5 separate regions of the Mus musculus genome follow, and all the other regions are linked to region 2. The links are chromatin contacts, called in public promoter capture Hi-C maps. All regions are on one chromosome and are shown on one strand. The core of a region is the stretch at or near the end of the contact, and the rest is flanking DNA. Distances in the headings are between cores, read along the strand shown.

The links. Promoter capture Hi-C pulls out the DNA fragments that hold promoters and counts their contacts.
Region 1: a promoter capture Hi-C map of hematopoietic stem and progenitor cells shows a contact between it and region 2, with 3 times the contacts expected there. The contact joins the promoter of Abca6 here to the promoter of Rgs9 in region 2. A contact is called at or near these places in 9 of 39 promoter capture datasets (the HPC-7 cell line, frontonasal cranial neural crest, hematopoietic stem and progenitor cells and 6 more) and 2 of 9 other capture datasets (embryonic stem cells and liver).
Region 3: a promoter capture Hi-C map of trophoblast stem cells shows a contact between it and region 2, with 8 times the contacts expected there. The contact joins the enhancer-like site here to the promoter of Rgs9 in region 2. A contact is called at or near these places in 16 of 39 promoter capture datasets (the 3T3-L1 cell line, 3T3-L1-derived adipocytes, cranial neural crest and 9 more) and 1 of 9 other capture datasets (embryonic stem cells).
Region 4: a promoter capture Hi-C map of liver shows a contact between it and region 2, with 3 times the contacts expected there. The contact joins the promoter of Prkca here to the promoter of Rgs9 in region 2. A contact is called at or near these places in 10 of 39 promoter capture datasets (cranial neural crest, embryonic stem cells, hippocampal neurons and 3 more), 1 of 484 Hi-C or Micro-C datasets (rod photoreceptor) and 1 of 115 datasets of contacts at active chromatin or transcription factors (astrocytes).
Region 5: a promoter capture Hi-C map of embryonic stem cells shows a contact between it and region 2, with 3 times the contacts expected there. The contact joins the promoter of 1700023C21Rik here to the promoter of Rgs9 in region 2. A contact is called at or near these places in 16 of 39 promoter capture datasets (the 3T3-L1 cell line, the C10 cell line, the HPC-7 cell line and 10 more), 4 of 484 Hi-C or Micro-C datasets (CD4 T cells and embryonic stem cells), 1 of 115 datasets of contacts at active chromatin or transcription factors (regulatory T cells) and 1 of 9 other capture datasets (embryonic stem cells).

Annotation. Positions count from the first base shown.
Region 1 is chr11:110,249,753-110,255,475 of GRCm38.p6, forward strand. It overlaps Abca6 (ATP-binding cassette, sub-family A (ABC1), member 6), which reads right to left and starts at 2,024. Exons shown (of 39, transcript NM_147218.2): 1 at 1,820-2,024; 2 at 646-752. The coding sequence starts at 741.
Region 2 is chr11:109,296,443-109,302,557 of GRCm38.p6, forward strand. It overlaps Rgs9 (regulator of G-protein signaling 9), which reads right to left and starts at 1,739. Exons shown (of 19, transcript NM_011268.2): 1 at 1,496-1,739. The coding sequence starts at 1,552. Gm39441 (a long non-coding RNA gene) reads left to right here and starts at 1,788. Exons shown (of 3, transcript XR_880277.3): 1 at 1,788-2,008.
Region 3 is chr11:108,455,926-108,461,550 of GRCm38.p6, forward strand. All of the region lies in intron 4 of Cep112 (centrosomal protein 112), which reads left to right. Among named protein-coding and RNA genes, the nearest start is that of Cep112, 33 kb to the left of the region's middle. Within about 2 kb of position 3,861, at least 8 of the 459 cell types and tissues checked have an H3K27ac peak or open chromatin away from gene starts, as enhancers often do. A contact at or near this core is called in trophoblast stem cells, where this site is marked.
Region 4 is chr11:108,340,747-108,346,330 of GRCm38.p6, forward strand. It overlaps Prkca (protein kinase C, alpha), which reads right to left and starts at 3,142. Exons shown (of 17, transcript NM_011101.3): 1 at 2,749-3,142. The coding sequence starts at 2,921.
Region 5 is chr11:109,843,168-109,848,628 of GRCm38.p6, forward strand. 1700023C21Rik (RIKEN cDNA 1700023C21 gene) reads left to right here and starts at 2,711. Exons shown (of 3, transcript NR_045909.1): 1 at 2,711-2,898; 2 at 4,480-4,520; 3 at 5,150-5,309.

The sequences.
Region 1 (5,723 bases), core at 774-3,273, 950 kb after region 2:
TCAATTCTCCCTCCTTGCCTTATGAGTAATCCAGCGGCGGCTACCAGGACCAGAGGAGATGGCAGATTCCCAGATGAGGAAACCTAGATCCCTGGATAAAGGGAAATAGTCTTTCTCTCACCGGCTTGCTTCTCTTCTATACTGACTGTACTAAAAATTATAAGAACTGAACATCTGTCACAGGGAAGCCACTGAAGTTTGTACTGTTCGCCACTTCTCAAAGCATTGGCTTAGTACGTTACTCTTTTATATCCTTGGAAACAACCTTTACGTAGAAAATCAATAGTTTTGGATATAAAACGATAATATTAAAATTTTCTCAATTTATACTTACTAACTTTGTATCCCACTGTAGAGTATGGGATGGCTTAACCTTTGCTGCAATTTTACCATACAATTTAATTTTTCCTTTATCCCTTTAAAAAATTATATATATATATATATATATATATATATATATATTACTAAGTTCTATGGTATTGGTCACAGACCGTTATGAGTTTCTCAATCAAACAAACATAGATAGAAGTACCTACCTCAAAAGTAATAACTATAGCCTGCTGGTTAAGCTGTAATCTTTGAAATATTATTTGAAACTCAGGTGGGGAAAGGAGGCTGAGGAGAGGGTGGAATGTCTGCACCTACCAATAAGCTCTCTCTCTTCCTCCGCCATTTCTTGAGCAGAATCTTGTGCAGAAGGGCGCGGGTCTGCTGGCGCACGTGCACACTTAGCTCCTTCATACTTGCCTCACCTGCTCATTAAGCAAACAAACAATAAACCAAAACCAGAAGCGGAGTTGGAAAAACCTTGACTCTATTTCTGACTCAAATATTTACCACACTTAAGAACTATAATGCAATGTAAAATATTAATGCAACGATTTAAGACTAAATTTACCTCAAATGCATTCTCTTTAAGCTATGTGGAGGGACGGGTGACGGTGATGATAGGGCGTGGTTATCATCACACTTCTACAATAAAACAGAACATTCCAATGGGGGGGGGGGACGCCATTAGGGTGCAGAACACATATAATAATATTTTAGATCAGAATTCAATGATGTGAATAAAGTAATCTCTTGGTTTCACCCCATCAACACTCATTTTTGTTCCTTGCATTTTAGGAAAAAAAAAAAACTAAACAAATCAACAACAAAATTTTGATTGCTTAAACTCGCCTGAATGATAAATTCATCGGATACAATCCCAGTGAAATATGTTCATAATACTTATCTTCAGATTTAAATATAATAAAAATTTAACTGAATAACTCTTACCAGAAGAACTGAGCTTTAAAATAATAATCAATACTCGAAATTACTTGATTCTGACTCACCAGAAGAATAAGGCTTCTCTCAACTTTGTAAATAGAAATGACACTCAAAATGCAGAAAGCAAAGTTCAAAATAAGTTAGGAAGGAAGGAAGGAAGGAAGGAAGGAAGGAAGGAAGGAAGGAAGGAAGGAAGGAAAAAAGAAAGAAAGAAAAAGAAGAGAGAGAACATAGTTTTACCCAGCAATTTTTCAAATAAACAAATTTTAAAACCCATTTTAGTTTTCATGATCTTTCAATTTAATCTTTCCTAAATTTACATGACAAAATGCAATACAGTTCTTTCCTTGGCTACAATGGAAGCAAGCTAGAATCTACAGCTGTATTTTCGAAATAAAATTCGGTTGGGGCGGGGGAAATAAAAATTAGCTCTTAAATCACTTTAAGATACTTAAGTGTCTACAAACCATCTGAATAACAGATTGAACTTGGCAATATCCACCCATTTATTCGGCAGAGCACAAAAACAGCAGTAAGCTTCACTCACTACTGAGGAATATTCGCACTCCCGGAACAGGCAGGCTTCTTTTCCTAGTGCATCCCTTTGAGCACTTTCTCTCCTTCCGTAAACATTTCTTAAGTAGGTGGCTGCTCTCCGCGGTTCCTTTGCACACTGCTTTCCGAAAGGGGATGTGGTCACTCCAGGCTGCACATGATGAATCTGTTTTGTTTTCTGTGTCCTCTCTCTCTCTCTCTCTCTCCTGGGAAAACCCTGTTCTGTGATTGGTTGAGAATAAAACAAACCCTGTGTCTGTTCATTCACCCCCTTTCAACTCCGGAAAAAATAAAGCAGATAAGGAAAACTTGCTCAAGCCCTTCAGATATGATGAGATCAAGATTGGAAAGAAGACAAAAAATCAAAATAAAACAAAACAAAAACAAAAACAAAAAAAAAAAAAAACCAACCCAACAACAACAACAAAAACCCTAGAATAAAAATGTTATCTAAGGACTTGTATGAGAAATACAAGTTTTCATGATTTCTCACTCTGCATAGCTAAACATAGACGTCAGTTTTCAATTTGGCAAACTCACACTAACTGGGAAAAGTTGCTGAAGCTGGGAGTTTCTCTTCTTTTCTATTTTTTCCTTTAAAGGTAAAGCAATCCCTATCTCTGCCTTGGAGATAGTCTGACGGTAGACAAATGAAATACTATTTTAAAACATGTTTCTCCTACTCTGGTCACAGCTGTGTGGGATTTTATGGGTTAAGTACATTAATAAAATAGATTTATCTTGTGACTAAAATACATAAAAGATTTCCAATTTTTATGCACTAATACTAGCCTACCTGAACTCCATTCTGTCCTTGCTGCACAGTGTATCTGAAAGGCACTGAAAACTTTTGACCCGCCACAGCAAATGTCAAAACAGAAAAAGCGAAGTCCAGGAGTTGAGAAATCTCAAATATTTGTCAGGACTCTTTTATCCACATGTGTTACTAAATCTAAATCAGAGAGATGTTCCAGAGTATAGGGGACAAGTTTAAGACAGTAACAGTTCCAGCCATGATAATATACTTGGCAGTTAATTCTACTTTTAAAAGTAGACACAAGTGAAATAGCGTGCCTTTTATCTTGAAAACTGTCAAAACAAACATGTTAACAAGGGTATTCTAAAGGCCTCAGGACTGTAGGGGGAAAATGTCACAACACTTAAAAAATTTGTTTCGATAGTAGAACGAATCTTTTGAAGTAGCCTAGAATATAATTCAGATTTCTATTAATTTTATTGCCATAGTTGTTTGATTCTTTATATTCTATTTTTTGGTAGCTAATGCTTAATGAAAAGTTCTTTCTTAGAAGTTTTATATTGTGCATTTAATTGCTAGGGTTTTTTTTTTAATTTCTTGTTTGTCTGTTTTGCGCTCATAAATTACATCCTAACCCCAGTTTCCTCTACTTCCACTCCTTCCAGTCCCTCCCCCACATCTCCCCTCTTCCCAAGTTCTAGTCCTCCTCCATTTCCCTTCAGAAAGGAGCAGGCCTCCCAGGGATAGCAATCAAATAGGCCATAAAAGTTCAGTAAGTCTAGGCGCATGCACTCATAGGCTCAGCGCATGCATTCATATCAAGGCTGGATGAGTCGAGCCAACAGGAGGAGAAGGGTCCCAAGGGTGGGCAAAAGAGTCAGAGGCAAATCTTTTTTTATTCTGCTTTTCTTAAAATTTTATTAAAACTCACAGCTTTAATAACATCAATTTCTTAAATATATTTACTGCTTTCTCGCTGTTTTATGTATGTGTTTTATTGGCCTATTTTTCTCATATTTATTTGAGATAGTGTCTCTCACTGAATTGGAGCTAGGCTGTTCTCTTTAATATGCCTCATTTATTGTGGTGACACTATTTTTAACTTTGAATGTAAAGATAATCCTACAAATAGCGACCTAACATGATGAGGAAGACAGACGCAGCCTCCAGCTAGGACCTGGAAATATTGGGAAAAATATATTCCAAGTTAGAAATTGAGATGTATAACTAAACTTAAAAATAATGAATAAAGGGTGGTGGCGCACGCCTTTAATCCCAGCACTTGGGAGGCAGAGGCAGGCAGATTTCTGGGTTCGAGGCCAGCCTGGTCTACAAAGTGAGTTCCAGGACAGCCAGGGTTATACAGAGAAACCCTGTCTCAAAAAACAAAAACCAAAAAACAAAAACAAAACAAAAAACAAAAACAAAAACAAAACAAAACAAAACAAAACAAAACAAACAAACAAAAAAGAATAAAGGATACTAAAAAGTAATAAACAATTGGAAAACTAAGTGAAGAGTGAGGGTATACCCAGTAGGTTCTAAAACCAAAAAGAGAATTTAAAATTTCGTCATGAGTAGCATTTCAGGTAACGAAGTACATCTGGAATATATTGGATTAAGATCTAGGCCTCTGGTGTCTCAGTTTTTCTGTGATTCAGTCTTTAACACTGACAGGTGGACAATCTACAACTCATTTTCCTACAAGAATCTAGGTGTGCTGCATGACTGCTAAATACAGTCTAGAAAAAAAAATCTCACATCTTCTATTCCAGGGAAGAATATGGATATAGATGTTTTGTCCAATCACTGCGATATATAGAAAATGAAAACCCAGGGATAGAGAGGTGGCTTAGAGGGTAAACGCATGTGCTCAGATCCCAACACCAATATAAACAAACAGAATGAGACCGCGCATGTGCGTACGAGCTACCACTACAGAGGACTTACTGATGCTTACTGGCCGCTTACTGGCCTCCAGCTCAGCAAATCCAGCCAGAGACTCTGTCTCAAAGAAATAAGGCAGAGCATGATAAAGCGGACACCTAGCGCTTTTCTCTGGCCTCCTCTGGCATTCCATCCACACATGTGTACACACATGACATTCGTGCACGTAACATACGCGTTTAGATTTTTTTCTTTTATTTTTTTGAGATGATTATATAGTGCGCCACTGCGTCCCGATCCTTTCTCCCTCCAAACATTCCCATCCAGCCCGCTTTCAAATCCATGGCCTCTTTTTCATTAATTCGTGTTACAACACAATTTTTAAAGATAAATAATACATGCCTCTCCCATACAATACATTCTGATCACAGTTTTCCCTCTCTCCGCTCATCCCAGTTCTCCCTCCCTTTCCCGCCCCCGGCCCCCAGATCGACTTCCTCCATTTCCCTACTGAAAAGAGCAGGCTTCCAAGAGACAAAAATTAATCAGGACAAAACAAAATATAATGAAACAAGGTAAAAGCCCTCATATCAAGACTGGACATGGCAACTCAATAGGAGGAAAAGAGTCCCAGGAGCAGAGTCATCTAAAGAGTCCCAAAGAGTCACCCCTCTCACTGTTAGGAGTCAGACAAAAAGCACCAAGGTAACTCTATAACATTTGTGCAGAAGACCTGGTACAGACCTTTGAAGGCCCTGTGCTTAAAAAGAAGAGAAAATGAAAACTTAAAGAGTGGATGTGTGCACATGTGTTTCATTTGTCATATTTCAGGTGCAGTAGACAGGAGAAGATCTTAATAACAGGGACAATATCATAGCAGTTAGTTTGTATGCCCTGGAAGAAAAGTTAGTACTGTGATCTTACAACGTTTCTCTAAACACTTCCCTCTCAATATTTTTTCATCCATTAAAATGAGAAAAAGAAATGTTGACATATGTATGAAACATATATATATATATATATGATTATTGTGGGGATTAAATTCATTAATAATGTCTAAAAAATTGTAAATACAAATTTTCCCTAAAAAAAAAATGGTTATTTCAGTGGTGGCACATGCCTTTAATCCCAGCACTTGGTGAGCAGAGGCAAGGGGACAGACAGGGCTACACAGAGAAACCCTGCCTCAGGTGGAAAATAGTTATATGCTCTGATTGTTCTTGTTCTCTTGATATCATTAGCATTCCTGGAA
Region 2 (6,115 bases), core at 489-2,988:
CCAGGGGTGGGGGGAACATCCTATATGAGAACTCACTCAGTGTGGGAAAGAAAACCAATGTGTATGAAGGGTGTCAGGGAGGAGGGGAGAGGCAGTGAGGACCATGAAGTAGGGTGAATGCAGAGGCTGTGTAGAAGAAGAGGTTTGGCTGGGAGTAAAGGGGAGATGGGCTAGATGGGACTGGACAGGGTGTAGAAGGGGAGGCTGGGGTGGAGGTGAGGGGGGAAGGTTAGGATGGAGAGAATCAGAGGACAGGCTGGGGAGGAAGTGAGAGGGTCTGAGGAGGAGCTGAGGAAGATTGTGTGGAGGTACAGCATGCCGGGGGTGTGGGGGGAGGATGCTGGAGAGCAAGACACCACTCAGAAGGCCAAGGGAAAGGATGCATGGGAGTGATAAACACACGAGTGCTACAGATAGGTGCTCTAAGCTCCAAGCCAGGGCCGTCCTGCACGGCAGGAGAAGACCAGCCTAGACACGATCTGAAAATGACGTTCGACTTTGGACCACCAGACTTGGGCAGCCTCTTGTCCTTTCAGGAGCTGGGAGCTGCACTGTCTACTCTCCTGAGTGAGACAGTGTTCCCTTCTGTTTACGGCATGGCCCTTACATCTCTTCTATCTGGCTTCTCGGGGAGATGACCAGGTGTGCCGAATGTCCTGGTGTGCCCAGGTCTGTCCAGCTTTTAACATCTTGTAGATTAGGATACTTAGTCACCAACTGCACCCAGTTGCTAAGCTCCAGAGGCTCAAGGCAGGGAGGGCCCAGCTTGTCACAGAACATCCATCGGGCTAATTCCCTCAACAGGATAATCCTATGAAAAGTGGCATGAGCCAGAGGTAGGGCAGACAAGTGACCTGGGACTTAATCCTGTGAGTGTCTCTTCCCACACTGTCTAACTTAAAAGCCCAGAACTAAATGAACCACTTTGTCCCCAAACACGTCACCCCATAGGTACATTCCACCTCCCACATGTCCATCGGGAACGGACACCCTGTTCTGGCCATTAGCCATCGACAAGAAACGGTTCTAACTATACAGAAAACACACAGATTGCCATCCTGGGATCAGGGGAGGCTCTTGATCCCACAAATCACATTTTCCTGGTCTTTTTATACACACAGGCATACACACACTTAAAAATCCTGCTGTTTAGTATTGGGGGAAATGTTCATTTAATAGCCGATTCCTTGTAACAATATAGGCTGTCTCAAATCACCGCGCAGCTTCAAGCACTCTCCTGAGTAACAGGTTGTTTTTGGCCTGCAGCAGACCATCACGGCTGCCTTCGAATTCTCCACTACAGTTTACGCGAAAACCCAATCATTATGGTTTTTAAATACAACACATAGAGCCACATAGAAGTCATTTAGTAAAATTGGGCAGCGCGGATCGACCTAGATGGACGCCCTCTGCCCCTGCCCAATCTTCCCTTGGACACTCCACATACTGGGTCCCCGCCCACTTGCCAGGGTCCAGATGGGGATTCCCAGGGTACCTTTTGGAGAAATGCCATCCTCGGCCTGTACTGCTGGCCTTGGTGTCGGATCGTCATTCTGGACCCTGGATGAATTCACGACCACAACACGAATGGGAGCGAAAGGGGAAACCCCCAAGTTCACAAGCCAGCCTGGTCTGCCCCAGCCTGGGCGTAGACCGGGAGGCACAGAGAGCGGAGCGCGCAGGGCCCAGAATACCGCCCTCCACCCCTCGACTCTCCCTCGCACCCGCCGACATGCAAAGCAGCTGGAATTCGCGCCAACCAATCAGCGAGCAGCGCCGCGCGCTCATTAGCATGCACTGCGCGGGCTCCCACCTGCCACCAGGGGGCGGCGTCCGGCTCCACCTGGACCAAACCTCAGGTAGGAAGGCCAGATCAGGGATGCTGAAGCTAGAGCATCTGCCCCAAGGTGTGTGAGCCTGTTAATCTCTTTATATACAGAAGTGAGACAGAGCACAGTGGGAAAGGAGCTTTCCGACGCCAGCTTGCAGGAGAGTTGGACATCTTTGGGTAAGTCAGCGCTAAGAATTTCTTTATAAGAGAAGAGAAAATTTTAAACAGTTTCATGGTATCCAATAGAAGTGTCCATGAAGCTTCTAATAGATAAGTGAGCAACGCTGTGATTGTTCCTAGATAGATATTTAAGATAAAAAAAAATACCAGATGTAGACTTTTATTAATTGGCCTAACAAATAGACTAACTAGTAAGATGTTGGTTTCAAGAGAGGAAGAAGTGAAGAAGCCCATAGACACTCTTTAGCTAACTGTGTGCCCTTAGGCAAATTATATTTTACTTCTAATTCCCGATACTTGTATTTGTTTGTCTTTAATAGACTCTTAAAGGAACTTTTAAACTGACCTAAAAATTGGGCAGATGGGACAGAATAGATGCCTCCAGAGTGGCCACCTGCTCCACACATTCATAACCCCCCTCCAGGGTCAACCTGTCTGGGGAGATTGGTATGTGTCACCAATTGATGAGCCTATATTGGCATATATCCAGAAAAAAAAAAAAAGGATGAAGCCTCCACTTAGTCTACACAAGCAGGATAGATATACAATGTCGCATCTCGCATGTTTAAGTTGAAAAAGAACAAAGGGATTCGCCTTAGTGGTGCTCAGTCAACTGGTATACCTTTAGCATCTAAGCCCTTATCCACTATTTTTTTTTCCTTTCAGGCACATTTATTTGTAAGAATCCGTTGAACGCTGTGGACACTCTCAGAAAGCATGCTCACACACATGTTCACATAACACTGACTCCAGTTTGCAAACAATGTCAAAGTGCTCGTTTCCCCTGGGCCCCATGCAGAAGCCCCCACATCACAAACTTCAGTGAAAAGGATGTGAGCTCTCCAGGGATGGGTTGATGCAGAGGACCGGGGTTTCTGCCAATCATACCAGACCTCTGAGAAGCGTGTTCCTTATGTGAGCTGGGATCCCAGGAAAAAGCTGCAATGTCTTGACGTTTCCTCATGGAACAACTTCTGGGTTTAGTGTTACACGGAATACACATAAGCAAATAAAGCCAGCATTTCTTAGTTCTATAAATTCTGAGTAAGGAAAATAGAGGTGATTTCCTAAGGGGGTGGATTGGGAGCTTAAGTCATTCAGCAATGAGGAAAATCGAAAATGTAAGGAATTGTGCTCAGCTCTAGAATAGGAGCCGTCGTAGAGAGCATGCTGCTCACTGTCATCTCTTCTTTCAAGCTTCCCTGTGAAGCAGTCATATTTTGGAGGATTTTCTCTTAGCCTATTGGACCAGAGATGCTTGGTGGGTGTACCAGAGGCTGGTCCTCAGCCTGCGATGTGGTTCCACAAAGCTTAGGTTACGCTTCTTAGAGTATTTATTATATTACCTTTGCAGATGTCAACCAGAGCCAGAGAGATGGGACATGGAGACAAGAGGAATCTGAGGTGAATTGCGAGCTGAATTCAGGGGGGAAGCAGAAATGAAAGATGAGTGGAGGAAGCCAGAAAACATAGAGAAGCCAGCAAACAGTACAGGCAGAAACCAACAGGAGCTGTGAGGCAGGTGAGAGCCCCTTGAGGCAAGCTGGGCCAGGGCCTTCCCAAGGGCAAGAGTGTCTCTGGGGCTCTCCCGCAGAGCTAAGTCTCTGTTCCTTCCAAAATGCTCCAATATGTAATTTGATATAAAAGGTTTAGGTAGCAGCCTGGAAAAGAAATTGATGCCGTTAACCTATTTAAACAACAATTATATTGTGTGCTGGGCTTTGTGCCGAAAGGCCTGGCATTCAAAACAGGCTGTGATTCCCATCATCTCTGTCTCAAGGAACTTACAGTTTCATGGAAGGAAAGAATAATTGCATAAAACCAGTGCAAAACACAATTCAGATATGTCGAAAACCAGACGGCACAACACAGTGCTTTGGGAAGGCCTTTTGTCTGAGTGGATGGCAACTGTGATGAGGGGGCATTATGGGGTCTCGAAGGGAAAGGGGGTTCAAGCAAGTGAGAGAGGATAGAGAAGCAGGAGTCAGCAGGATTGGAGGATGGTGACAGGGAGCTCACTGGACACCAGATCATAATACTGATGCAGTTTGGAAGGGCTGGGTCTGTGATGGAATGGGAATGGGCAGAAGGGGAAATGCCAAGAAATATAAATGTTCAATACTGAGGGGAGCACTGTGGGTAAAGTACCTGTTGTGCAGCCCTGAGGACCTGAGTTCAATCCCCAGAGACCCACTTTTTTTTTTTCTAAGAAAAACGGAGCATTAAGTACACTTGTAACTCCAGTACTGGAAGAAGACAGTCAGATCCCTAGAGATACCTAACCAGCAAGCCCAGCCTATGCAGCGAGCTCCAGACCAATGAGAGACCATATCTTAAATAACAAGTAGCTGGCTTGTAAGGCAGGACACCCAAGACCACAACACCCACACATATGAACATGTGTGTCCAGCCTTCCCACGCACAGGCGTGCACTCACACAAACACACTTACATGCATACATTTATACATACAAACTAATCTTTGTAAAGGTGACCACCTTAATAGGCATTGGTGGTTACACTGGCGAATTCATCTATTAACACTCAATTATGTTGCTCAAATTAGAGTCCATTGCTGTTTGTAAACAATACCTCAACAAAGAGACTGACCCTCAAATCCAACAAGTCAGAGGAGCATAGTGCTAATAGCTAATCGTTCTATGACTCCGTTACAATGATTCTGTCATTGTCCTCTTCATCACGGGTATCCTGTGTTCTTGTCATCCTTATAAGAGTGTGATTCAGAGCCTAAACTTAGATCACAGCCCTAAATATTATGCAACGCAATTTACAGTGCCATGGATCTTGTCCTCAAAGAACAAAATCTATTCTACGTATGATGGTGTGCCATCCACACAAGCTGCAATGTCCTTCGATACCTAAGTCAATAATCATCTTGATAGAATGTCGTAGCTTCCGTAGTTCAGCCCACTGTACCAAGGACTGGGGGTACAGAGTTTAAAAGGCATGTCTCTCACCTTTGGGCTTCTTTTACAGTGTGGGAGGGGAGGAGGGACCATAAGGGGTTCATTTCCTCATGGTGAATCTATCTGACTGCTTTGAAGCAGGAAGTTCCATGAAGTAATTTCTTAGAAATTGGCCAGTGTTAAAGGAGTCACCAGAAAACCGGGTGTGGTGGCACATGCCTTTAATCCCAGCACTCAGGAGGCAGAGGCAGGAGGATTTCTGAGTTCGAGGCCAGCCTGGTCTACAAAGTGAGTTCCAGGACAGCCAGGGTTTTACAGAGAAACCCTGTCTTGAAAAACCAAAAAAAAAAAAAAAAAAAAAAAAAAAAAGGAGTCACCAGAAGGCGTGGGAAAGTCTGGAGAGAGACAAATACTGGAAAGTCATTCCCATTACCAAAGCCCAAAGGAAGGAGAGCTGGTTCTCTATGTAGAAGATAGTCTTCTCAGAGAGATTTGACTGTCTCCAGGACAGAACTCTTGGAGAATAAACACCAGAAATCTCTCGTCCTGCCATCAGTCTCCTACTGTGGATGGCCACTCTTCTAGTCTGCAATAAAGAGGGCAGCTCAGCCTGGCTGAGGTGAATCTTAGGGTCAGCCTCCAAGAGCAGAATCTGGCAGAGCAGCCCAAATGACTGCGGACAGCAGCAGAAGAGGAGAGAAACGTCTCTGGTGCCATCGATGACTAGAGGTGTCTTGGAGTCCATCGCATGCCTTCGAACACTTTAATGAGCTCCGCAGCACCCACTCCTGTGACAACTGATAACTCCCTGCCTTAGACATAAATGGAGTTGGGTTCACCTGACTCAATGGGCCTCAGCCCACACTGTTCTCATTTGCATTCATAGGATTCTGTCGTGTTGGAAGTTGTCACAAGTATCTATTACATTTGCAAATGTAAAAATAAAACAGGAACTTGGGGGATCCTCTTAGATGGAGAGTATTTCTCCCTCACTCAATTGGACAAACAACACCTTCTGAAGACTTATCAATACCTAATATTCCACTGAGGAACCACGTGGGGCCAGCAGGCACCTCACTGGTCAGCTGCAGTTCAACAGAAGGGAAGTGAGGCTGGGCTCGCCCTTCTCCAAAGACAATTAGACAGCTAGAAAGCATCCACACTTGGCATGCTGCCTG
Region 3 (5,625 bases), core at 2,611-5,110, 840 kb before region 2:
GTTGGATATGATAATTGGACCTATCAGGGCCTAGGAGATGGCTTCATGGTAAAGCACTTGCTGCATCATCATGAAGAGCTGAGTTGATCCCTAGCACCTGTCCAGAGAAAGTCAGGTTTTTGTAGAGAGTGTTGTAATGTACACACCATGGGGTGCTGTGGTGGGGAGACAGATGGCGGTGGACACAGATGGACCCCTGGGGGGTTGCTGGCCAGTCAGTGTAGTCAATGGTAAGATCAAGGTCACTGAGAGACATTTCCTCAGAAAATAAGGTGGTGTGCACCAGAGGAAGGCACCTGATGCCAGTTCTGCATTGGCACGTGTGTGTACTGCAGATGTGCACACCCACACCACCGCACCACACCACACCAAACACAAATTCCTTTAAATCTTGACAGCTGCATTTTCATCTTCATGGGGGGAGCTTCTTACTACATTTGATGTTGCCTTGACCAACCGTGTTTGCTTAGATAGTGTAAGGAACAGAACTTATTGGCTTACAATTCTGGAAGGCTGACATATGTCATGTCAAGATGCTGGCACCCTGAAAGAGCTGCTTTGCTATGTCATCCGTGATAGAATGTAAGAAGGGGAAGGAGAGAGGGAGGGGGGAGAGAGAGAGAGAAGGAGGGGATCTAAACTTGCTGTTTTATAGCAAATCTATTCCTACTATAAGGACAAACCAACTCATGGCATAGAGTCCCCATAGCCTAATTATTCAACTACATTAAGGGAGAGTATTAAACTATCCATTGAACAATCATCGTGGGATGTAGTTTTGTTAGTGGTGTCTGTTTTTGTGTTGTATTTGAGATTTTCCCTGAGATCATGGGAATGGTTATCTGTGATATTTTCTAGAAACTATCTTGGTTTTTCTTTTTTTATTTAGATATGTGATAAGTTTAGACTTGATATATGTATGGGGTAGGGATCATAGCTAATCTCCTGAGTTGTCACAGAGATTTTCATTTGATCTGGAATTGTTTTTTTAAAAGCTATTCTTTCCTCATTGCTGTGCTTAATGCTGTTTTTTTGGAATCAAGGAATTTTACTTGTGTGGGTTGTTTCTCACCTGTAGATTTTTCTGTTTGTCTTTATGTTAATGCTATAGTGCTTGGAATTGAACCCAGGTCCTACTACCTGCTGGAAATGTGCTCCACTATTGATTGAGCTATAGCTCTACCTGCTGCTATGGACAAGATTTGTGTCTTTTGTGTGTTTGTGTGTGTGGGCAGATGTATATCCATACATGTATGTATGTTTGCATGCATGAGGAGGTCACAGGTCAATGTTGGTTTTCTTCCTCAATTTTATAGGATCTAGAATCACCTTGGAGACAAAGTAAAATTGCTGTAGTGCTTTAAGTAGTGTGGCTTTAAAACAATTCCAGAGATTTTGTTACCATTTGTAGCCTTGTCTTTTTCTTCAAGATTACCTGCGTTTTTAGTCACTGTTCTTTTGCTGTGAAAAGACATTTTGACCAAGGCAGCTCTTATAAAAGAAAGCAACTAACTGGACATTTAGTCCATGATTATCATGGTTGACAGCATGGCACACATAGTGCTAGAGCAGTAGCTAGAGCTACATCCTCTCTACAGGAAAAGAGAGAGGGAGAAAGAGAGGGAGAGAGAGGTGGATGTTGAGGCAGAGGCAGAGGCAGAGGCAGAGGCAGAGGCAGAGGCAGAGGCAGAGGCAGAGGCAGAGGCAGAGGCAGAGGCAGAGGCAGAGGCAGAGGCAGAGGCAGAGGCAGAGGCAGAGGCAGAGGCAGAGGGAGAGCCTAGGCTTGGGTGTGGTATCAGCTTTTGAAACCTCAAAGCTCATTCCCCAGTGACACACTTGCTCCAAGAAGGCCCAATCTCTTAATCCTTCTAATCCTTTCAAATAGTGCCATCCCCTGGTGACTAAGCATTCAAATATATGGTTTATGGGGCTATTCTTTTTCAAAGTAGCACACTCAGGCAATTTTTGTTTCCATTTCAATATAAATTTTACAATTTAGTTCACTTTCTATTTTTTTCTATACATACCTCTGTTGAGAGTTTTGATTAGAAAGTCTCCAAATATATGTAACACTTTGGAAAGATTTGCTGTTTCTTATAATATAGAATTGTACCAGGAGTACTAGGTGAGTAAAGGCATCCATTTTTATGGGTAGATAGTAATATATGTAGGATATATATCTTGTTGTGGTTGTAATTTATATTCCCTAATAGACATTTGGGATTGGTAGCATCTTTTTTGTGTATGTATTGAACATTATATCTTCTTGGAGACATACCTTTCCACACACCCAGGATACAATGATGAGAGATGTTTCCTCAGTAGACATTTCCTACAAGCAACCTTGTGGGAGCCACAAAGGAGTCACTGGCGTCTAACAACTCTGAAATCTAGATGGGCAAATGCTAGGTGTTCCCTCATCACATTTCAAGGCCTGGGAACAATTCTCTATAGCACATGGCTCTTCTCACTGGCTCTGTGTTATCCTTAGGCTCCCTGAGTTTTCCTTCTTTTCTAGTTGAGTAATTTTCCTAGTTTGTCTTTTTTAGAAGCTTTCCCCCTTTTGGAGTCCAGTGGCCATAGATATTTGTGCATTCCTTTTGGGTTCACACTATCAAAGCCACATTTAATCTCTCTTAGAGATATGTCATTTTTACCTTTTGACTTTTGGCTGAGAATATTTGAGAGAAAACCTCAGCAAGATTTAGAGAGCTTGTGTGCCTATGGATCTGTATGTGAGGCACACACTTATCTTAAAGGACTCTGTATGTGAGTGTGTGCTTCCCACCTTCTCAGTCTCACCACAGGGTTACCCTGGCAAGTCTGCCTTTCTATACAGGTAGTGCTCAAACCTTGCTTGAATTTCAGGTCTTAATTTGGGGTCTTTTGTTGGTATGAGAAACTGAGAATGAGAAATTGTTTGTTTTAAAGGTCACAAGCCCTGGGTTGGGAATGTCTTTAGTGTGTACTTGCTGGAAATTGAAACCTTTCTTTCTTTTTTTTTTCTTTCCACATTTTCTGATTAGGCTAAAATAAGTTAGTTGCATTTTAGTATTTACCTGGGATTATCTTTAGTCTAGTATTATAAAACTCATTAAATATACCTTTTATTTTCCATATTAAGGTGATATTTACCAAGCTTTCTGTCTCCAGACCATGTGGATTGGTCTTTTGTTTTATGCTAAATATCATTTTCTTCCATGTCCTTTCAGCCTTCTTCATGGTAGTACGTAAACTCTTCCCACCTCTGCCAGGTGCCTGTCCTACCACAGAACTTGTTGCTGTAGGCTTTAGTTATTTAACTGCTTCTAGGAACTAGTTTCTGTCTTATTGGTATATAACTCTGTAATGACTCATCTTAAGAAGTAAAAGGACAATGATTTTATTGCTTTGTCTATGTGTTGACTGGCTGGACTGAGTGGAACCACTCTCCCTCTTTGGTTTGGCCTGCACTGATCTAGAAACTAGACAAAGCAGTAATGTTGAAAATAGCTCACTCCTTCAGTTGGCATCTTGGTGGTGGGATGGTTAGGTGGCTAGCAGACTGTTTTAGCTCTGAAGGCTGGGGTCATTTTGCCATGCAGTGTCAGAGTTTTCCCTTTTCATGTCACTTTTCCATGTGGCCTTTCCATGTGATGTTCTCTTCTCTCCAGTAGGGCATTCAGACTTCTGAATGGATACGCAGCATTTCATTGTGTAAAAGTGGCTGTTCCAGGGCTACCTTAAGGCTTTGTCCTAGCACTACCAGAGTTTCAGTTTGGTGTGTTTTATTAAAGAAAACGAATCACAAACCCAACCTAGATACAGTGTGGAGAGGCTATACACGAAATTCAAGAAGTGTGAAGTACTCCATCTTGGGATATGACTCATTGCATGGTCATCACAGATAAGAGGGACATAACAATTTAGTTACTAAACCAGCATAAACTTGGTTTAAAGTTTATGGTTTTTGAGGCTATGATATGTTTGTTTATGTGTGTACTGGTGTGTGCATAGTGTGCCAGTGAGTGGAGTAGAGTGGTTGATCACAAATGTCTCCATGTGAGTGTGTGTGTGTGTGTGTGTGTGTGTGTGTGTGTGTGTGTGTGTGTGTGTTTTCATTGTCTCTCACTGAATTTGAAGGTTCAGAGCTCACCAGTTCAGCTAGACTGGCTGGCTGGTCAGAGAACTCAGGGTAGCTGCTTATCTTTGTCTCTTAGCTCTGGGGTTACACATGTGCCCCACTGTTGGGCATCTGAATTCAGATCCATAGTCTTGCATATTGGGCTGACTCTCCAGCTGCACTAATTGCAATCCTTTTTGGAAATCATTTGACATGATTTTATAACTTTCTTTTTAGAATGTTGTGTATGAGTACTGAAAGTAAATCATTTCTTCCTCCTTCCTCTCTCACAGTTTCTCCCTCTTCCCCCCTCTCTCACAGCTTCTCCCTCTTCCTCCCTCTCTCACAGCTTCTCCCTCCTCCTCCCTCTCTCACAGCTTCTCCCTCCTCCTCCCTCTCTCACAGCTTCTCCCTCCTCCTCCCTCTCTCACAGCTTCTCCCTCCTCCTCCCTCTCTCACAGCTTCTCCCTCCTCCTCCCTCTCTCACAGCTTCTCCCTCCTCCTCCCTCTCTCACAGCTTCTCCCTCCTCCTCCCTCTCTCACAGCTTCTCCCTCCTCCTCCCTCTCTCACAGCTTCTCCCTCCTCCTCCCTCTCTCACAGCTTCTCCCTCCTCCTCCCTCTCTCACAGCTTCTCCCTCCTCCTCCCTCTCTCACAGATTCTCCCATGTTGTCCTTTCAATTCATGACCTCTTAGTTATTATTTTGTGCATATTCACACATATGCACATGTGCACACACATATGCATGCACTGCTGAGTCCTATGTATGTATATGTTTAGGATTGATCACGAGGGATTGGAAACCTGTGAACAGTTCTTCCCTGGAGAAGACTGATTCTCCTCTTCCAGAAGCCATTAACTGTCTGTAGCTCTTCATGTAGGCTTGGAGGCTGTGAGATTCCTCCTGTTGCTGGCAAGGTTATGGATCCAGAGGAGAACCTATTGCTACATTTAAATCCTTACCCTTATACCCACAGGCATGAAGTCTAAGGACATCAGGAATGCGTAGACAGTTGGGTATACATTCTCAACAAATCTTTTTTCAGTACATGACAAGTTCCCCAGAACCCACAGCTGGCCAACATTCAGAGACCAACTGACAGTTTAGCTCCTAACCTCAGTGGGTACATCTGTCACACAGCCTCCGACAAAGCTCAGGGAACATCGTGGCAGAGGGCTGGGAAGACTGCGAGCCAGAGGCCCGGATGACTGCTCTGATGTAGTTTCTTCTGAGTACTACAGAGAAGCTACATGGCACCATGGCCGTACCCACTGCAGTCTTTTCTCAAGAGCAAGATCTCCAGCTGAGTCTTTGGTTTCTTGGTGAGAAGACTGACTTTGATTTCCTCTGGAAATCCTTTGGTCATCTCTGGAATCAAAACCAGATAGGCCTTCAGTTTCCACCGTGTTCATCCCAGGCAATGGTGGCGTCTGAAGGTCAGCTTTCAGGCTTCCCTTCTGTACACATTCTTTTCTTTTTTTCTTTCCCCTCTATCCCTCTGTCTCTGTCTGTCTGTCTCTCT
Region 4 (5,584 bases), core at 1,892-4,391, 950 kb before region 2:
ATGAGCGAGTACTCTACAAGGTCTAAAAGTCTATACTTGAAACCCAAGGGCTCAATAAGGAAAAAATACCCCTAAGTATTTAACTAGAAGCCTGTGTGCATTTATCTTTTTAAAAATAACCAAGTAAATCTGTCTATAAAGGACCGCTGAACTGTTACCAAGTTTCTATCTATCTGGTCTTTTCCATTTTGTGATTGGTATTTAAATTTCAAAATAAGAACATGACTTCAAACTTAAAATTGTTGCTTACAATACTCTGACAAAAGGGAGCTTGTGGTTTAAAAATTGGGGGTGGGGATGGGGGTGGGCAGGGGCTTACTTTTTAGTCCTGAAAACAAAGAAACTTTTTCTCCCTAAAGACAACCAAAAAGTAGCTTGTTAGAAGTTTGTTCCAAATAGTATGTGTCTAAGAACTGTCAAATAGTAGCACTGTTTACAGTTCATCTGGGCTGCTGAAGGAATCCGATTTGGTGTAACATCGCTGCTATAGCTTGTGTTTGAGATTATCTGTGGTCCAATTTTCACTGAGAACCACTGGCATTCAAAGTCTATACTGAGACTACTCTGCTCTTGTAAATCATTTTAGAGAATTGACTCTGTAAGCACAGAGTCCTGACATGGATATTTGACTACAAACACTGTTCCAGCAGAACACGCTGCATCAAAATGTTCTCAGAGGTGGCTCATAATCTCTTGCTTTGCAGAGCATTTTAAACTTACAAAGCACTCTACATTCCTTTATAATTATCTTAATGTCATCACCCTACCCCCCCCCAAAAAAAAAAAAAACCAAAAAACCCTAGGTTCAAATATTTAGCTTTAAAATACAAGTGCTTAAATACTGAAATTAAATTGCAAACCAAAGACTCATAGAAGCCATAATGAAAGAAACCAGAGAAATTAAATCCACTGCAAGATGGTCTTGGTGGGGTTGCCTGGCCATCCAACTGACTGCTTTCAGATTAAATGAGGCTCTTGTGCTTGTGTGGAGCTATTCAGAGCAGGAGGGAAAGGGAACCTTTCTCTTCACATCGCAGTGAAGCCGGTACCCTGAGGATCTCATCAGTTGGCCTGAGACTGGGTCTCTGGGCAGTGAGAGTGGAGACTGATTAGTGAGCTTGGTAAAAATGTACGTCGTTTTTCTAATGTATCTACTTCCTGTAGAAGTAATTATCACTCTGTCCCTTTTGACTAGAATCTCGCGGTTAACATGGGAGGCTGCAACCTGCCAAATGCAATATCCTCCCTTACCCCGGTGCTAGAGACTCATCTTAAGGAGCCTTATCTACCGTCACCCACTCCTTGAGCTTGATTGCTTCAGATGCTAACTACTCTATGGAGACTGTAAAGTGGTTGTGTTGTTCACCAAGGTGCCATGCTGAATGATTTCTTAAAAGAAAGGAAAAATCGGGCATCTTATTGGCACACTGATGGTGGGGTCCCCTTTTAATTCTCTTCTCTGGGTGGCCTGGATTCAGCACCATCTGTCCTATAGCCACTAGGATACCCCATTATGTATAAGGCTGACTGCTTGGTGTCTAGGTGCGCTTCGCCCCTTGCAGCTCCCTGCCCAGGAGGGAGCTAAGGAGCCCTGGCCATAGTTCTTGCTTCTAAGGTACTTCTTACTCCAAACACATGGACAAAAGAGTCAGGGTATCCCCAGGAAAAGCTGACACTTGGTGTTCAAAGTCGTGGGAGGGGGACGATTTCTAAGATATGATGGGGGTGGGGGGGACTGACATTTTGTAAATCTGATGAAAGCTGTAATTCTCTCACAAAAAAAATTTAAAAAGAAAAACATAAATCTGCATAAATCCAATTTTACCTAATTTCACAGGCTCCAGAGAGATAGATCCCTGAACCCTTCTTTTTATCAAGCCCCTCAGTTGCCAACGCTTGGCGTTCAGTGGAAATCACCTGAGCGCGGACACCTTTAGCCATTACAGTATTTTTCTTAAATAAGCCCTCTGTCCTCATCAACTGGGTTACAGGTTTAATCTCCTGTTGACAGGGTCTATTTTAAATGACTCCCTCTGCCCTCTGCCATTTGCCTGCCGGGTTAGCCCTCCTCCCCCACGGCAAGCTTTCAACAGTTTGCTGCCTTCCATCTCTCTCCCTCCCCTCTCTCCCCACTCTGGGCTCGGCCAGAAAAGTCAAAGTCTCCGTGCCCAGTAGAAACAGCCTACAGTAGGCAGGGACCCAAGGTTCCAGCGGAGTCCCAGCCCGACGCGAGGCACAAACACTCCCCGGAACGCGCCCAGCCTGGCTCGCCAGCAACTTGGAGCGGCGCGCCGCGGCTCCCCGCTACTCCCGGGCGTGTTTCTTGCGCGTCCTGGGGCCACTTTGACTCCAGCAATCTCTCTTTCCTGTCCCTTCGCTCCCATCAGGCCCATTGACCGCTCCGCTTGGTGACAGGGAAGACCTGTGCGCCCTAGGAGAGGCGAGGGGACCTTCCCCCTCATCCGAGTCACCCCGTGCAGAGCCAAGCGTCCCTTCAGGGCACCAGGGCATGCGTGGCAGCGCCGGGCCACTTTCCAGGGAGTGTCCCGCGTGGGTGCGCGCCTGTCACTCCTGGCGAGAGTTCGGACTCCGGCCAGGCACTCTAAGTTCTCGGAGGAGTCCTGGCCCTGAGAGTAAGGACGCGCCGGGGCTCAGAGACGTCCCCGAGCTTAAGTCCCGGGGACAAGCAGACCTGAGCCCCGGGGCAAAGGTGGCTCTTGGGTCCCCAGGGCTGCCGCGCGCACCTACCAGATGAAGTCGGTGCAGTGGCTGCAGAAGGTGGGTTGCTTGAAGAAGCGGGCGATGAATTTGTGGTCTTTCACCTCATGCACGTTCTTCTGCCTCAGCGCCCCTTTGCGGGCGAAGCGGTTGGCCACGTCCTGAGACGCCGTGGAGTCGTTGGCCGGGTAAACGTCAGCCATGGTTCCCCCCAACCACCTCTTGCCTCCGCCGGGGAGCAGCAGCCGGGGAGGGCCGGGGTGGGCGGGGGCGGCGGCCGAGGTGGCGGTGCTGATGAGGTGCGGTGGTGGCGGCGGTGGCCCGGGAGAGCCGGGCGGGCGCTGCGCTACTCGGAGCTGGGAGCCGAGCCGCTCTCTCTGGCTCTCTCCGGCTCTCTGGCTCGCTGGCTGGCCCCACGCTCACTGACAGCCCGGCGCCCGGCGCTCGCGCTTCCTACTCGCGGCGGCAAGAGGCGGCCCGGAGCGGCGCCGCCCACTGCGCATGCCCGGAGAGCTAGCGTGTGTATGTGTGCACGCGCGCGCGCGGCCTGGAGTAGGAGCGCGCGGGACGGGGACGCGCGCCGGGCGAGCCTTGGGCCTCTGCGCTCCGCTGCACAGAGCTGGACACGCAGACTGGGGGGCCCCTGTGAGCCCCGCCAACTGCCGAGGGCGGCGGTCGGGGAGAGGCCCTGGAGATGCCCAGCCCAGGAAGAAGCCGGGAGGGGCGGGTCCTTCTCCTCCGCCGCCCGCTTCTTTTTCCTCCCTTTTCCTCTGCTTCCTCCTCCCTCTTTTTTCTCCTCCTCTCCTTCCGCTCGTGGTGCCGGGCCTCCTCCTCTCCCCACCTTCCTCCACCCACTCACGCTTCTCTGCTCATGCTTTCCTCTTTCTGGGATGGAAGTTGTGCCCCGAAGGAACCCGGCACGGAGCGCTCCCCACCCCCACCCCCATGCCACCTTAGCAGGTACAGAGGTAGCTCCTTGTCTAGCTACCTGGACCCACAGGCATTTGGGGGTGGGGGGTTTGCTGGCTTTTTATCAGCCTCTTTCCCGTTTAACCTTTCACCTGACCAAAATGTCATTCTAGTCGTTTATGCCACTAAAATGCCCAAACCCTAACCCTCGCTCAGTTCCGAGTCGGTAAAAGGGAGCGGTTTTGAATAACTGATTGCCGGCTCTCTTACATCCCTTCGATCTTTGACCTGCAGTTCACCTGCTTATTATATAGATTTGTATGACAGTCGTAATAACCCGGTAAGATGCCAAAGGGCTTGCCCTGGTTTGTGATGTTATTCGTTGGCTATCAGAGCTGTGGTGCCCGAAGATGATCGGGCTCTCTTGATTTTACATGTCCAGAACCTTAACTTAGAAATCATTTTGCATCCTAAGCTAATTGCTGAAATACTGGCAGGTGTAGAGTTCAGCCAGAACATTTGTAAATTACCAAGTAAAACTGCTTGTGAAGGGGTAGCTGGAATGGATATGTATGCAAAGGGCGCACTTGGGGCTGGGCTGTCCGAGCGCCTGCTGAATATTTATTAGGTCTGCCTGGAGGATTCTAAACCTGGGACAGAGCAACCCTCTACCAACAAGAAGTTCATTGTCCCAATCGGCCTAGGGTGGTCCCAAACTCGAGGTAATACTCCTGTCACAGCTCCTGAGTGCTGGAATTACAGAGATGAGCCATCGCATCAGCTTCGTTTATTGTAGAATACAAATCCATTAAGACAATGTGCATACTTGAACTTGGACATGGTAACACCAGCCAGTGATCCCAAGAGGATCAGGAATGTAAGATCTCAAGTGCAGACTTTAAAAGAGGGAAATCGCCTGAAATACTAGCTCACAGCATATCCCATAAGCCACGAAGGACTATCCTTTTCCAAGATTGCCTAATTGTGACTCTTGACGAAAAGATAGCTTTTACATTTAAACAAGTGCAGGCAACTGAATAGCCATCAGTAGACCAGGCTCTTCACTGACCCATTTACAATCTGGTGAGCAAGTGTCTTAGGGTTACTACTGCTGTGATGAAACACCATGACCAATGGCAACTTGAACAGGAAAGGGTTTATTTGGCTTACATATCCTGAATCACAGCCCACTGAGAGAAGCCAAGCCAGGAGAGAACCTGAGGGCAGGAGCTGATTGCAGAGGCCATGGAAGATTGCTACTTACTGGTTTACTCAGCCAGGATCATGGGCCCAGGAATAACACCACTCACAATGGACTGGGCCCTCCTCCATCAGTCACTAGGAAAATGCACTACAAGCTTGCCTACAGTCCAATCTTATGGAGGTATTTTCTCAACTGGTGTCAGCTTGTGTCAAGTTGATAGGGCTACACAGCGCAGCCAGTACTGCTGGTGCTTGGTGATATTCTGTGGAAAGTGAATTTAAGCACTTCCAGGCCAAGGAGGCGAGCAGGGAAGAGGCAGGAGAAAAATGAAGAACAAAGCACACTAGGAAAATGGATCAAATTGTAAAATAAAAAAACAAAAACAAAAAAAAAAACAAAAAAAAACACATTATGGGTGTCTCAAACCATCCATGTTTAGTTGATAATTGTGCTTGAAATGGGGCATGGTGGAATGAAGCCACAACCCTTCACTCAGCCGTGTTTATCTGGGACAGGGGTCTTCCTCAAATATTTAATAAAGACAAGCTTCTATTTCCCTGGCTCACTGAGGGTGAAGCGGAGAGAAATGGAGGGTGGGGTTGCCTTGTGCATTCTTGAATATAAATAAGAGCCAGGCAGGCTGGGCATCAGCCTGGCATCTTCTGTGGGGGTGGGGTGGGGAGAGAAGTGATTGCTTTTGACTGTGCGTAGATAGGAGGGAGGCCATGTCTCTTTCCTTTCCGGTTGTGGCTC
Region 5 (5,461 bases), core at 1,461-3,960, 550 kb after region 2:
CATAAATCATTTTCTTCTTTAGCTTGCTGTTGGTCATGGTATTTAACCACAGTCACAGAAAAGTAATCAATACATCACGGTAGTGAACGATTCTATAGTTTAACTTACGGTGCTACAATGCCCAGATAGTTGGTCCAAAACATTGTTCAAATGTTTCTGTGAGGGTGTACTCAGATGGCACTGACCTTTAAATCCATGTGGTAGTCTACAACTCGAGCACATTTTCTTCTACAGTCTCGATGGGCTACATCCTGTCTGTCAAAGCCTGACAACCCTGAACAGGAGGAAATTTTGCTTTTGACTTTCTTTGTAGCCTTGGCACTTCATGGTTTATTAGCATAGTCATTGGCTTTCCTGGTCAGAATTTGGGTTTACAAAATCACCACCATCACACAGATCCACCATCCAGGATTCTTTAAAACAAAATAACCAACCAAATAAAAATCTGCGTATCTCCTGACACCACCTTTTCGTCCTCTGGAGAGCCATGACAACTTCACTGGGCAGTGTCAACCCATGGATGAGAACATTTCAAGGTCTAATGGCTACTCAGGGTAGAGAGAAAATTCTAATCCAAGACTCTCTAGTTCCAGGTCCATGTTTTCTCTCCATCCACACACACTCCTTGGAGCCTGTGAAATGGCTCTGGAAAGATGCAAAGCTGTGTCCATGACTTCTGGTTGATATAAGACTGCCAATGGGAACTGGACCTGAGGGAGTCTTGATGATCAACTAAGGAATAGCAGCTATACTGTACTGGGCTGTGTCAGTCGAGCCTTTTAGGGCTTAACAGACTCAAGCTGGAGTCTCTAGCATCTCAGACTGGTTTGTAATGGGGATTTAATCTTTGTGAGCCGTCCTTCGGTGGAAGGACAAGCCAGGGACTTTTCCTGTTACAGTGCTGAGAAGCTCATATTATTCTGCCATAGATGTATCCCACCATCCCTTTCCTTTTCACTGTCTCCTGAGTCAGACCCCTATATCATCCCTGCCCCTTCCCATGTAAATGTGTAACCTGAAAAGCCAGACAAAACAGGAAGTGAGGAAACTCCACTGTCTGTAACAAGGGAGAAGGGTCCACAGAAACTCTTTCATTATTAGTTAATTAATTTTTGAAATAGGATCTCCCAAAGCCCAGATTGGTTTCAAAAGCACTATGTAGCTGACCTTGAATTCTTGATCTCTCTATCTTCCAAATACTGGGATTATAGACATGTTGTCAGCACATCTGGTTAGTGCAATGCTGGGGACGGGAGCTAGGACTTTCCTTCATGCCAGGCAGGCACTCTACCAATTGAACTATACCCTCAGACTTCCTTCCCAAAGTTCCTCTATTAGCACAGAGAAGAGACGGTCTGAGATGAAGGTCCCTTCTTACAAGTTCTTCCTCCCTTTGGGCAGCTTGGAGCTCCAGGACTATAAAACAACAGATTTTTTTCCAATTGCTTTGCACAGCAGAGGGAGTCCCAAATGTCACACACTTGAACTCCTTTGATTCTTGGAAGGAGGGCCAGCTGCCGACAGCTAGCAGCCAGGGGAGTGGAGGAGTCTGTTGGTACAAGGGAAAAATAAAATCCTCCACACTAACTGGCTTGTGACTCCTCAGGACCCTGCAAGAGCAGTATGCTGGTTTTATTCCTCGGTGATTTTCTTTGACCGTAAATATTCAGTATGCCAAAATGTTTACGTCCAGGGAATACTAAATACATGAATCCTTATCAAGTCCTACCCACAGAGACCCAAATCCTGATGGAATGTAAGTTTTCTGTAGTCACTTTCTCTCTTGGACTTCATTGAGAACCTTGTACAAAAAGCAATGCATTTAAGTAAATTAAAATCAGCCCCATCTAGCAAGTCATTTACTATAAATGGGCTAAATACTATAATTAAAAAAGACATGACTGGATAACAAAACAGAATCAGACCCAGTCTAAGCAGAGGAAAGAGACATATTTAACAGAGTGACACACGGACTACAAAGATAAAAGCATGAGAAGAGAAATGCTCTGGAAAAGGCAAGTTAAAAGAAAGTGTGAAGTTAAAACTAAGACAAAGGCGCTGCTCTTCCAGAGGTCCTGAGTTCAATTCCCAGCAGCCACATGGTGACTCAAAACCATTTGTAATAGGATCTGATGCCCTCTTCTGGTGTGTCTGAGGACAGTGTACTCACACTAAATAAATAAACAAACAAATAAATCAATCAATAAATAAATCTAAAAGCAAAACAAAACAGACAAAACCCCAAGACAAAGAAATCAAAGACATCAGCTAGCCCCACCCTCTGCCACAAAACCCCAAGAACAATACACAAGCGACAACACTTTATAATATTAAAAGAGACTCATATTTAAGCCCTAAGTATGTCCTGTGGTCCACAGGGCCGCTAAGAGTAGTTTTCTTTCTTCTTGTGAATGTGTAAGAAACTGGATTCAATCCCCACCACAAACAACAAACAAACAAACAAACAAACAAACAAACAAACATCTCAAAATAGACTCTGTGAAAGAAAGAAAAACAACAGCTGGTGTCCATCATGAACATGGCTGCTCTGTGTGTTTGTAAACCATGTTGAAGTGGAACACAGGCATGACCACTTCAGTGACATTCCGTTGTTGTGGTCACATCAGCAGAGCAGAATCCAGTAGCTGTGACGTAACTGCCTGGTGCATAGAGCCCAACAACTGTAATGTAACAACATAAAACTCTTTCTGTGGCGGTTAGGAGGCAGCCGAACCAGTTGAGGCCTCAGGGCCAAGAAATCTGAGAAGCAGAAAAAACCCTAAGGTGCCACATTTGGTTTCTTCCCCTCAGGGTCTTTGTCTGCCACACCACAGGTCTCTGAGAACCAAATGAGGTTGCGAGCAGTCTGTTGCTGTTGTGCTGGCAGGGGACAGATGGGTGAGTTGAGCATCACCAAGGGAGCCAGGACTGCAGACGCCAGAGTCCCGGGAAAGTAAAGGGCAGGAGAGCGAGCAGCATGTTCTAAGTGTAGCTTCCCTTTGAAGCAGCTGCCGACTCCTGACCTCTGTGTTCTACATCCGCTTCTATTTTTTTCCTCCTTCTTTTATTAATTCTTTGAAGATTTTGTACAATTCATTTTGATGATATTCACCCCTGTTCCCCTACCATTCAAGGTCCATTCCTCCTTCCTAGCCACTCAAATTTGTGCCCCCCCCCCAACTCATTTAATACAGTTTGTATCTCATATGCTCTTGGATGTATGGTCTTCTCTCTGGGGGCTGCTCTATCCACCAGAGAGAGGGCCACAGTACTGAAGAAAATAACTGCCTCTCCCAGAAGCTTGCAGCTTCCAATGGGTCCTTAGCTAGGGGTGGGACTTCACCTCCGCGCTCCATGCTGGGATTTTGTTTGGCTTGAGCTGGCGCGCAAGGTCTTGTGCGTGCTGTTTCAACTGCTGTGAGTTCATTTGTACAGCTGTCCTGCGATATCCAGAAAGCAGTTTCCTGGTAGTCAGCCCAACACCAACTCTGCCTCTTACAATCTTTCTGTCAGAAGAGGGTAGCAGAGCAAGGCGCTGGATGGAGGTTGTGGGACAACTAAGCACTGATTGATTGATTGATTGATTTTAAAGCTTGATAAGCTTCCTGGGAGGGTCAGATAAGCGGCATCTTAAGTCAGGTTTGGTAGGCATCCCAGGGCAGATTTGCTAAGCGTCCAACGAAGGGTTTGAGAAGGACCCTGGGCTCTCAGACCAACCCCCTAAAGTACTGTTCACCCGGCTCCAGGGCAACTAGAGATATTCACCAGTTTTCATGTTGCTTATAAATGTTATCAGTTACTCTATTATTTTTAATTTGACCCTGGCAGCCACCCCCCCCCCCCACCAATAATTGAGACAGAGTCCTACTAGACTTATTTAATCAACTTTAACACAATTACTGAGCGAATTACCTCTAATCTATTTTTCTAAGGCTAGACTGTCTAATTCCCCAGCCTTGCTCCCCAAGTGCTAGCAGTTTGAGTCTTGTCCGGGCTTATTTTTGCTCCATCAGTCTGTCCTCAGGGGACATTTCACTTGCCACTGCCACCGTGCCCCTGGCCCAATTAGTCTAACTGAGACCTCCTGTCCCCTCCTTACTTTCTCCTTCCCTTCCTTCCTCCTCCCTCTCTCCCTCTCAGGGACCCTACCTGTGATCCCCAGCCCAGTAGCCGAAGCCCCGCCCACATTTATTCTCCCCAGTAATTGGCTATAGTCACTTACATTTAACCAATAGCTTTGAATTGGGGAGCAAGGTTTATACAACATCCTTTGGTAAAAATGTGCTCTTGGGGGGCCAGTATTTAGCATTTGAATAAATACACAGCAGCACTTCCAGGTGGAGGTGACTTAATTAAATATTTATTTAATCATCTTTGGAAGAAAATAACATTACCAATAATCTCCCCAGGTTTTTCGTTTGTTTGGGTTGGTTTGGTTTAGTTTTGTTTGTTTGTTTGTATTTTGTTTTTGTTTTTCAGTGCTGGCTATCAAACCCAGGACCTCACACATGCTATTTAAGGTAACAATTCCATGGTTGGGCTAAATCTCCAGCCTGGGGCTTCATATTATTTTTAATGTATAATGTCTGACAGCCAAATAAAAATTACCAGACATGCTCAGAAACAGGGCCAACTGACCTGATATTAGAAAGGAAACCGGTCTGCTGTGAGATGCAGACATTAAAATAAGTATGTTAAATTTGTTTAAAATAGATTGCAATCTGGAAAATTTCAGTAGGGAAATTGGAAACGATCTCATTTATGTACAAGATGAGTCAAGTCAAAATTATTGATTTAAAAAATAAGAAATTAGGAACACAGTAGGTGGATTTAATGGGAGATTAGAACCAGAAAAAGAAATGATTAGCAAGTTGTCCTTAATTTTTTTTTCTGTTGTTATTATAGAGAGTTATATAAAACCACTTTAGAAGATGGTCGTTAAAGGATGGGGAATAAATCAGAGTGAGGGTATTAAAATGAAGAATGGAAAACATCAAAAAGCATGAGAAACATTTCTGAAACTAACATGTATAATTCAGAAATTGTCAGAAAAATTTTCTGAAATTAACATGTATAATTGATTTGCCGGAAGGAGGGGGAATAAGGGAAGAATTGAAGAGAGCCTGATGGATGATCTCCCTGTTCATAGGTGACATCAGTGGACAGGCTCAAGAATCTTGTCCTACTAAGCAAAATATGTAAAGAAAATCACACCATCGTCTATCCAAACTGGGACAAGATCAGCAAGACGATAAAATCAAGAAAAAATTACAATACTGAAAAAATTACAAAATAAAAATAGAAAAGAGGATGCCATGTAGAATCCAACTCCATCCCCTTAAACTAACAACATCTGAGTTTCTTCCTCCCCAATTATGGTCACATTCATAGGTCTAGAGACATCTACATATCCCTTGGGAGGGAGCACAGTTTGATACACTGTAATTATTAAAATAAATGA